Regions from separate parts of the Mus musculus genome. Here region 1 is linked to region 2. Evidence: chromatin contacts called from public Hi-C data. All regions are on one chromosome and are shown on one strand. Each heading gives the region's core, a stretch centred on a gene start, on an enhancer-like site or on the middle of the called end of the contact. The rest is flanking DNA. Distances are from core to core; before and after follow the strand shown. Region 1 overlaps Acvr2a (activin receptor IIA). Region 2 overlaps Gm13481 (predicted gene 13481).

Region 1 (4,784 bases), core at 2,228-4,727, 800 kb before region 2:
CAGAGGGCCAGCAGAAAGAATGGAAACAGGCAACCTCGGGAGATAGGAGGTTAGGGGAACTCCCCAGAATGCACCAGAGAACTGGGAGGTAAGAGACTCCCAGGACTCAAAGGGAGGAAGGGACCTTAGATGAAATGCCCAACAGTAGGGAGAGGGAACTTATAGAGCCCACCTCGAGCAGGAAGACAGGACATCAAGTGAGGGGTGGGGTTGCTATCCCACAGTCATATCTCTGACCCATAATTGTTCCTGTCTGAAAGAATTACAGGGATGGAAATGGAGAGGAGCCTGAGGAAAAGAAGGTCCTGTAACAGGCCCAAAGTGGGATCCAACTCAAGGGGAGGTCCCAAGGCCTGACACTATTACTCAGGCTATGGAGTGCTAACAAAAATGGACCTAGCATGACTGTACTCTGGAAGACCCAACAAGCAGCCCTGAAAGAGTCAGATATTTGTACCCAACCAATGGACAGAAGCAGCTGACCCCTGTTGTTGAATTGGGGAAGGCTGAAAGAAGCTGAGGAGAAGGGCGATCATGTAGGAGGACCAGCAGCCTTAATTAATCTGGACCCTGGAGATCTCTCAAACACTGGACCACCAAACAGATAGCAATTACCCACTGATATGAGGCCCCTAACACACATACAGTAGAGGACTGCCGGGTCTGTGTTCATTCAGAGATGATGTATCTAACCCTCAAGAGACTGGAGGCCCCAGGGAGTTTAGAGGTCAGGTGTGGTTAGGGGTTGGGGGCATCCTCGTGGAGATGGGATGGGGTGAAGAGGAGGTGTGGGATGTGGAGTAGTTGGAAGGTGGATGGGGGGAATGGACTATGGAATGTAAAAAAATAAACTTTAAAAAAAGGATAATAGTATATTTAATAGTTCATAAGAAAAAATGCATAAACTAAAACAGATGAGGCTAGAGAAAGGTATTCCAGGATGTACACCAATCTTAAAATTACTTACAGAAAGTGATAAAAGAAATGCAAATGATTTCTTTCCCTTTTTGCTACAATTCATTCTAAATCATTTGTCTCCATAAATCAAACAAAGTCTTGTTTCAAGCAGAAGAAAAACAACATGTATTAATAAACTGTAGGCATTAAGCCGCCAACTTACTTCTATAACAGCTTCTTCCCAGATTTAAACATTTCATCCTTCAGGATAATGCCTTAAAACAAGAAAGTAAACAACTCAAAACAGTTCCAGGAAATACCTGAAACTGACCAGATTCACTAGGCCCCTCTCTCTGCCACAAAAGCTGAGTCCCTCTCAGACCTAATAGGCTAAGCTGTAAAGAAGACTCAGAAGGGCAAAAGATGAAATGAACACTCTGAGCCCAGACCAGCTACCTAGAAGAAGTGGCGATCAATGGAGCTGTCTAAAAGAGGTTTAGACCAGAGTCACCTATAAAGGACACTCTCCAACCTGTTGGGCTACCTGCAGGTTATGCAAAGCACTCCAGGTTCTCAGTTGTTGTGAGCGGTCACCCATACTCGATGGGCTTTGATAATGTAGCTGTCCTTGAATCATATTTGTTCCTGAAAGTGACACATTGATTGTAACCCCAATCAAACTCATGGTTCACTAAGTTCGACTTTGATGGTATTTGTTACTTTGGTCTGTTGTGGAATTCCTAGGGTAAACAGATATGTGTATTGCATCTGCACAGGAAAAAGTTTGTTACACAATAGTAATTCAAAATGGATCCAATCTGGAAACCTCCTTCATGTGGTCCAGCTTCCATGGTTCTAGAAAATCCTATGCGCGCTGCCAAGGGAGGGAAGTAATTTAAAACCCTGCCCAGTTGTGACACCTCTGAACCATAATACTAACCAGCACGATGAAATGTCCATCAAGATGCAGTGAATGTAACCAACAGCATCTGACTGCACTAAAGGTCCACTCAACAGGAGGAAAAGAATGCCTGGTACCGGAAACATAGCCAGATTCCCAGGGCTAATGAGGTCATGGACCTTAGAAAAGAATCTAATACCACGATTTTGCTAGGTCTGCATAGTTCTTTACTATCAAATGGAGACAATCACAGAAAACCACAACTGGACACAACACAAGCAGAGATTAACCGAGTGTGGAAGCCAAGCCTCATATGCACATCTACATTGCTGCTTCTGTATCTATGGCTCAGAGAATACTGCACAAGACAGGCTGGGAAAATTTTAAGAGCTAGAGGACTAGGAAGCCTGTAGTAAAAGTCTTCCCTAAAAATGACTGCATAGAGGATGGCCTAGTCAGCCATCAATGGGAGGAGAGGCCCTTAGTCATGCGAAGATCATATGCCCCAGTACAGGGGAATGCCAGGGCCAGGAAGCAGGAGTGGGTGGGTTGGGGAGCAGGGTGAGGGGAGGGTATAGGGGGCTTTCTGGATAGTATTTGACATGTAATGAAGAAAATATCTAATAAAGAAAAATTAACCAAAAAAAAAAAAAGAAAAAAGAAAAAAGAAATGACGGCATAAACAGGTATTATCACCAAAAAAGAGAAATCTCATAGGATTTTACCCCTAGGTAAAGAACCAGGAAATTAATAGGCAGAGAAAGGGGAAAACTATCTAAGAAAGGAATCTGAAACCATACACACAAACAACAAATTCCGACTCAGCAGGTTGTATCTTTACATTTATGCATACATACAGGTAACCAAAGCACTCAGAGGAAACAAAGCTGTGGATGTGAGAGGGAGGCAGGGAGACATGGAGGAACTGGAGGACGGTAACCTGGGGAAAGGGAAGATGTAGTTATATTTTAAGTACGGATGAATTTTAAAAGGTATGCTTCTATAAATGCTAAACATTATCAATAACATTTAGTAAGTTTCCCCTACATCTTTCCTAAGAAAGAAAGGAGCACATTTTCCTAAGCTGGCTTCAATATTATCCTACAACTTGGTTTCTCACTACTTTTCCATAGATATGTATATAAGTTCACAATCAAGAAGAAAACTCTACAAAGCATTTTCAGAGATGATTTGGTTTCTCAGAGGGTAGTAATTTGGCACAGCATGAAATGTCATCCTATTACTGCTTAAATATTAAGGTCAATGGTTACTTTGCATGCTCAACTTGGGGATCCCCAACATATGAAAGCCCTTACTCCATCTCAAACCAACAACCAGACAAAATTTCATAAGGACTAAGGAAGTAGATGTCACTTTAAAAAGAACAATGTTGCAATACTAAAGTGCTAGATATACAGCCTTTTGAAATGAACAAAAAGCTAACTTTGTATCTTATTTAAGGTAAGCAATTTCTAGACTCTAATCTTTACCTTACCAAGCGGCAGGTATTCTCAGCATGAACACAGATCTTATAAACAGGAAACTTAAGTTCACAAACAGTTTTACTGAAACCACATTAACTCTTTACGACAATAAGGCTTAATAAGAGAGTCAGTCCGTCAATTCCCTCATACTCATGACTCACCATCACCAGAAAAACCAGTTTGCATTCAATTTACTCCCTGTGGATGAGCTTCTTCCTATGTGTGGAAAGAGCTCCAGCAGAAGCAAAAGAAAAGTGGCCTATATAGTACAAAGCGAGAGGCTGCTTCTTGACTCGGGAACCATGTCTCTGTCTTATAGAAGCTAGGACTACTTCAACTTATTGTACATCCTCCAAAACTACAGTTCTGTCTCAAGGCAAGGTTCTAAAAGTATCTGGATGTTTATTACAGGAATTCCTACGATTGATCTTATCATCTCAAGGAGACTCGACAGAAAAACTCAACATTGCGTTCAGTACTTGCAGGGTGGTCATCCCTCACCAACACTATAAACACAGCAGTTACATACTTTGTCTTCAAGAAGCTTAGGAATAATGAAATATGATACAATATTTATACAGATTATTCTGAGTTTTCTCTCCTGGGATTATTTATCGGAATCAAAGAGGGAAGAATATAACTCTAGATGTGTATACTAGATGGTTTTGGGTATAGCATGGAGAAAAAACATGAGAAGATGATGTACAGTGGACCACATATGATAGGGTACAAAGCAGTAAGAGCCCTTGAGTACTTTTGATCACAGAAGAACATAATCTAACATGTAAAGTACTATTGTAGCAATAGCAGAGGGGAAGAACATGAAAGCAGGAAGACGAGCTGTAAGGTTACAGAGACGTCCATAACCTGCAGGGCAGCACACTCTGAACAGCACACCATCAAGGTAAAAGGTGGATGGGGTCTGCGAGAGCTTAGAGCATTACCTCTCCAGCTTCCATCAGAGACGACTGTGAAAGCAGTGACACCATGAAACAACGGTGAGTTAGAAACAGACGTCAGTAGCTTCAATTACTAATCACATGGAGGCATGCCTTGTTTGCATCCTTAATCATGCTAAATTATTTTACAGTGAATGGTTTGTTTCTTATAAAGAACCATAATTTTAAAGAAACAGATTTTAAATTATGTATGTCCTATTATCACTGACGATAATACTAATAAAAATACTCTAAATAAATGATGTCTTTGTTATAATGACTCCCATTACTTAACTGACATAGCCAACTTATTGATATTGTTAAGGTCAAGTCCTTACAAGATAGCAGTTATACATAAACCAGCCATTAGCTAAAGATATGAAAGTTTCTCTAAGCAGTAAAAAGTACTATGCCATTTTCCTAAAGAACTTAAAACAAGGTGCAAAGAAAATGTTCTTGGCAAGAATGCAAGATCTCTTCCTAACAGGTCTGTTAACTGTTGGAAGGTGGGCACCTAGCAGGTAAAGTACAGGCATGTCCACAAGACTTTAAGTGTGCAGTATA
Region 2 (5,172 bases), core at 453-2,952:
AAATGTGACTGAGTTTTACATTTGCAAACATCATTTTCAGGTAGATTCATCCATTCTACTCCTTTATTAAAGGGAACTGAGACCTCAGTAAGCACAGGCAAAGGGGCTTGAAAGGAACAATGATGAAGAAGCTAAGATGTCCAATGAGGCCCAGCAGCTAACCAGACATGCACCCCAAGTTCAGTCTGAAGATGAGACTTTAAATTTTTCTTAGTTTGAGTTTTATTCATGTGAAGAGACACCATGACAATATTTAAGTGGAGCTGGTTGCCATGTTCAGAGATTCAGTTTATTTCCATCAAGACAGAAAGCTTGGCATGGTGCTTGTGGAGCTGTGTTCTATATCTTGATCCGACTGTATCCAGGAGAAGTCTGACATCCAGGCAGCTAGGAGGAGGATCCAAAAGCTCACCCCCACAGAGACACACTTCCTCCAATAAGGCCATACCTACTTCAACAAGGCCAAACCTCCTCATAGTGCCATTCCCTGGGGCAAACCACCACAGAATTCAAGAACTTGAGATTTCAGCAATTTCATGCAGTAATCAATATGAAAAACTCATAGCCACAATTTCTAGAAGCCTTCCATTTCCATACAACTAGCCTTCTATGTTTGACCTACTAGGTAATCACAATTCCCCCCTACACACACACACACACACACACACACACACACACACACACACACACATACTTTTCTTACCCCTACACACACACACACACACACACACACACACACACACACTTTTCTTAGTCATATTTGTAAATTGGGAAAGGCAATTGAATTTGACTCCACAGTGTCACACCTTAAAATCATTCTATTTTCCACTCTAGATAAGCTATGATATTACCTATTGTTTCCTCTCCCCGAGTCCCAGTACAATAAGTCATTTCTAAAACGGTGGACCTGTACTGTAAGTCATGTTGATGTGGCCTGAAAGGGAGGAAATTGACTAATTCTTGCTTTGGACAAAATCAATCTTTTCTTCTCTGACTTATCCCTGAAGTAGATAATATTTCTGTATCTATGTTCAGTTATTATTTATAAGACTGTGGCTATTTCTCAGCTAGGGTGCCTTTTGACTAATATTCATTGTGTATTATCAAGGTTAGCTGTATGTAAGTTTTTTTTTTCCATTACTAGATTGCAAACTTAAAACAAGATTGTGATTGCTTTGTATGTTTTCCTAATATCTAGGAGGGCCTCCTGCTGTCATCACTTGAGTACATGGATGGCCTATACAATAAGGGTATTTTCAGGATCTGTTAAAACCATGTTTTTCTGGGTAAAAGAGTTCACATTCCTTCTGGTAGTGCTTGGTAACTGACTCTGGTGTTTTATTCATGATTTGACAAAGCAATCCAGGGCTTACAGGTCTTTAAAGTATTGTTCAGATATTTCTGGGAATCTTGGAAAAATGATTATGAAAGAATCCCAGTGGTTACTGAGGTGTGGCTGAGCAAAGCTTACTGGGGTAGAAGGCTGGGCAACTGGTTAGAAATAGTTGTATAATATGAATGACAACTCATCCATTTGGAAATGCATAAAGAAGGCTATGCTGATAGTATCTATTTTTATCTCTGATCTAGAAAGCTCAGAAACAGCTGTCAAACCCTGCTTGGGACACATTCATATCCTGCCTGTGATATGAATCTTAAGGGGGTGATACCCACACAAGCAGGACATTGTTCCAAACAGCAGAGTAAGCTTGCCATTGCCTTGGGCTTTCATACTTGTTCTGACTGCTGTGTTAGTGACACTGGAGTCATCTTAGAGGGCATTTTTTTCTCTACATAGTTTTCAGGATTCTTTGAATTGCCACCTATGAATATTAAAGTTTTCCCACGGTACCTATCCTGGGAAAATATTATTCAGGGCACATTTGAGTGGGAGGTATGACGTCAATATAAAGTCCCTGACCGCCCAAAGGTCAGACTCCCCTTTGTCTCAAAGACTGGGTTGTGCTGAGCTAGTCCATTGGCCTATTTGGAAATGTGTCAATGGGAGGACTGGACACAGAGCCTACATCTGTTTTAGTCAGAGTCACATAAAGGCAGCTCACAGTTTAAGGCAATGACATTTTAGGAAGGGTTTCAATTCTACATAGTTGTGTTTTCTTTTGGAGTCTTTTTATCCCATGTGAGATGTGGTAGTAAAATGAGGTGATTATTTTTTTTATAGATTGTGTGCAATTACTGGCAAATCATTGTGAGTGGATACAATGACATAGATATTTTAAAAGAGACATTCAAGACCTCCTTGCCTGAATAATCTAGAACAATAAAGCAAAGGAACTGAACTTGATATCAACTATTATTTATTTCTTAATAGCTTTGTGGATAAGTGGAATCCGTTTCAATGTCATAAAAAATTGTATTTGAATCCAAGACTCAATACACACTAGCTGTGGGGTCTTGGCTGAATTAGTTCCTGAAGAGCCTGCATTTGCTAACATATAAAAAAGATGGTAAAATAGCCCTGACATTTTTTTGAGGTGATTAGCTGCACAAAAATAAAACTGACAACAGAAATCATTCTGATGAGCGGCCAGTACATAGGAGTATGTGATACAGTTCCAGTTGAGCATATCAACTTACTTGGCAACTGGTTGCCTTCTTTCTCAATAGCATCCAAGGTTTTATACAACATTTGTTTTGTGGGAACCTTCAGAAAAACAATGAGCTAGGGTTTACTCCCTAGCTAATACTGAACACCAGCATTAGAGAGTGATCTAAAGGGCTAGAAAGATTTATTGGTGTGTCGTGTTTGAACCCATGATGCCTGGTGCCTGTGTCTCATTGGAAAATGTGTATTTGCCCACTCTTCTTGCTTCAAATTTGTTTGAATGCTTTAACAGCTACACTCACAAATGTCTGTCATGCTTAGAACAACACGTAGCTACATGCCCAGTGTGCCACTATAAAGAACTTTCTCTACATTTGAGATTGTCTTAAGTTGCTTTCAGTGTTTATTGTCTTTGGTGTCATGACTCACTCATCAGGTCTGTGAAGTCCTGGCTACTGTATCTTTGTTTCTAAATTGTGAAATGCAATTGGCCAATTTTAAGAACCAATCTAACTATTTCTAAAGCTCAACTAAGCTACCAACCTTCACTTTCTATATTTTCCAATATGCAACTTAAAAGTTTTAGTTATGAAGTGATGCATCTTACTAAACAACTTGAAATAATGTATGGTACAGTCGAGTGCCAGACCACTTCCTGAGACATCACATAGAAAACACACACAAACATACACACACACACACACACACACACACACACACACACACACACACACACTACACACAGAGAAAAGATTATGAGAAGTTCCTAAAACATCACAAGGTCTAAAGAACTATTCATTGTTACTTTTTTGAAGCAGAGTATATGTTCTGATTATTTGTTTTTCTGGGGAAGTGCAACAGTAGTAACTGTCTTTGTAGTATTAATTACAAGTAGGGTAGGCTGATGCTTCATTCTGCTACTAAGCAGGACAGAAAAACATTGACTAACAACTGCAGAGCTGAGAATAGAGGAGAAGTATCTCATATTCAAGGCTGTTTATTTGTGGAGTATAAGGTAACACCATGTATGAAATAGAAGTCATTGGAGGGCTAAAACATATGGGTGTCAGAGTCACAAAAATAAATGCAGCATGATACAAAAGACTGGTGTGAGATAAGTCATGAAGTTGACAGAATAGTAACACACAAAATCAGAGGGCACATGACACTAAGTACAGAAGCCAGATCTAGTAGAATTTATAATGTGTTGTGAGTGGCCTGGCAGCACTGTAAGGAATAGAGGCTGAGTACCCTTAAGTTAGACTTACTATTCCTTTGCTTGGTGGAACACCAAGGCATTGCTGCATGTATTCTTGAGATTCAGAGCAGTTTTCCTTGGCATTCCCATAGCCCATGTTGGTCTATGATTTCTTCAAATGGCATCCTAGAGAAATTTGCATCCCATCATCTGTGTTAAGTCCACGTGGCACGCTTTAACAAAACACTACCAACTGAGTAAGTTACAAAGAACAGAAACTTACTCTGACAGCTTTAGAGACCACAGAGTCCAGAGTCAATGCAGCTACAGAGTGTTTGGTGAGGAAAGGCTTTGTGGCTCATAACAGTCATCTTTGGTTTTTATAAATGGTTGAAGAACAAGATGTAGATTCTTAGTCGTGTGGATTTTCATATGATCTAATTGACTCCTACGGGCCCCGGGTTAATACTCACACCTTGAGAGCCAGGATTTCAGCATACAATTTTAGATGACAAAATTTCCAGAGCCTTGATTTCTCCAACATTTAGAAATCAGTAAAGAGATAACAATTCATAAATACGAGGAGATTTCAGAGTTGGTACATAGTCCGTGGTGATGCTACAGCAGTTACATGCATATTATGTGCTGTTTGTTTTGTCTCATTGATCCCTTACTGCAAGTAAGTTTTAGATATTATTAAATTAGCTTATCGATTATAATATGCTCAGAGATGTTACGTTATTTGTATCAAGATACCACAAACTGAAATTAGGTTTAAAAGATCACAGTAGAGAAAGTGGAGAACTAAGAATGAAACCAGCAAGGCAGTTCGGAAGGCCAGGCTGAATCAGCTATCTAGGTGACAGCTGGTGAAGGTTTAGATCAAGAGGGAAGCAGTAGAAATGCTGAAGAAGTGTTGAAACGTGGATACTTTTGGATACATTTTGAAGGTATCACAAACTCTCATTCCTGGCAGAATGGAGGTAATATAAGACAAGGAGAGATCAAGAATAAATTTGTTGGCCAGAGCAAATAAGATTAAATTGCCATAATTAATATGAGGAAACCTGTAGAACAGATTTAGTAAAATAAAAAACATGTTTTATATTTAAGATGTACATTAAATATTCAATTAGATGTGTCGACTAAGCAGTCCAATGAATGCAGCACAGATATTTGGGGTGGATGTTTAAAATATTAGAACTTTTAAACATGTAGATAGTTTTGCAAAAACACAAGATTACAAGAAATTATCCTGAGGCATACATCAAAATGAGATAAATCAGTAACAAACGTCTAATTAGAATGCTGAGCCATGAGGTTTAGAAAATAGAGACAAAAAGGGGAGGCTAAAAAGGAATGAAATATTCTGGAATTGAAAAAGGGAGACTGTGGGTCTGTGGAAGCC

What was found. Hi-C and Micro-C count contacts between places; a contact is called where the count stands out from the background.
Region 1: a Hi-C map of epidermal suprabasal cells shows a contact between it and region 2, with 3 times the contacts expected there. The contact joins two enhancer-like sites. A contact is called at or near these places in 3 of 484 Hi-C or Micro-C datasets (adipose-derived mesenchymal stem cells, epidermal suprabasal cells and liver).

The regions. Positions count from the first base shown.
Region 1 is chr2:48,876,379-48,881,162 of GRCm38.p6, reverse strand. All of the region lies in intron 4 of Acvr2a (activin receptor IIA), which reads right to left. Among named protein-coding and RNA genes, the nearest start is that of Acvr2a, 65 kb to the right of the region's middle. Within about 2 kb of position 3,477, at least 1 of the 459 cell types and tissues checked has an H3K27ac peak or open chromatin away from gene starts, as enhancers often do. A contact at or near this core is called in epidermal suprabasal cells, where this site is marked.
Region 2 is chr2:48,079,106-48,084,277 of GRCm38.p6, reverse strand. All of the region lies in intron 4 of Gm13481 (predicted gene 13481), which reads left to right. Among named protein-coding and RNA genes, the nearest start is that of Gm52576, 250 kb to the right of the region's middle. Within about 2 kb of position 1,702, at least 18 of the 459 cell types and tissues checked have an H3K27ac peak or open chromatin away from gene starts, as enhancers often do. A contact at or near this core is called in epidermal suprabasal cells, where this site is marked.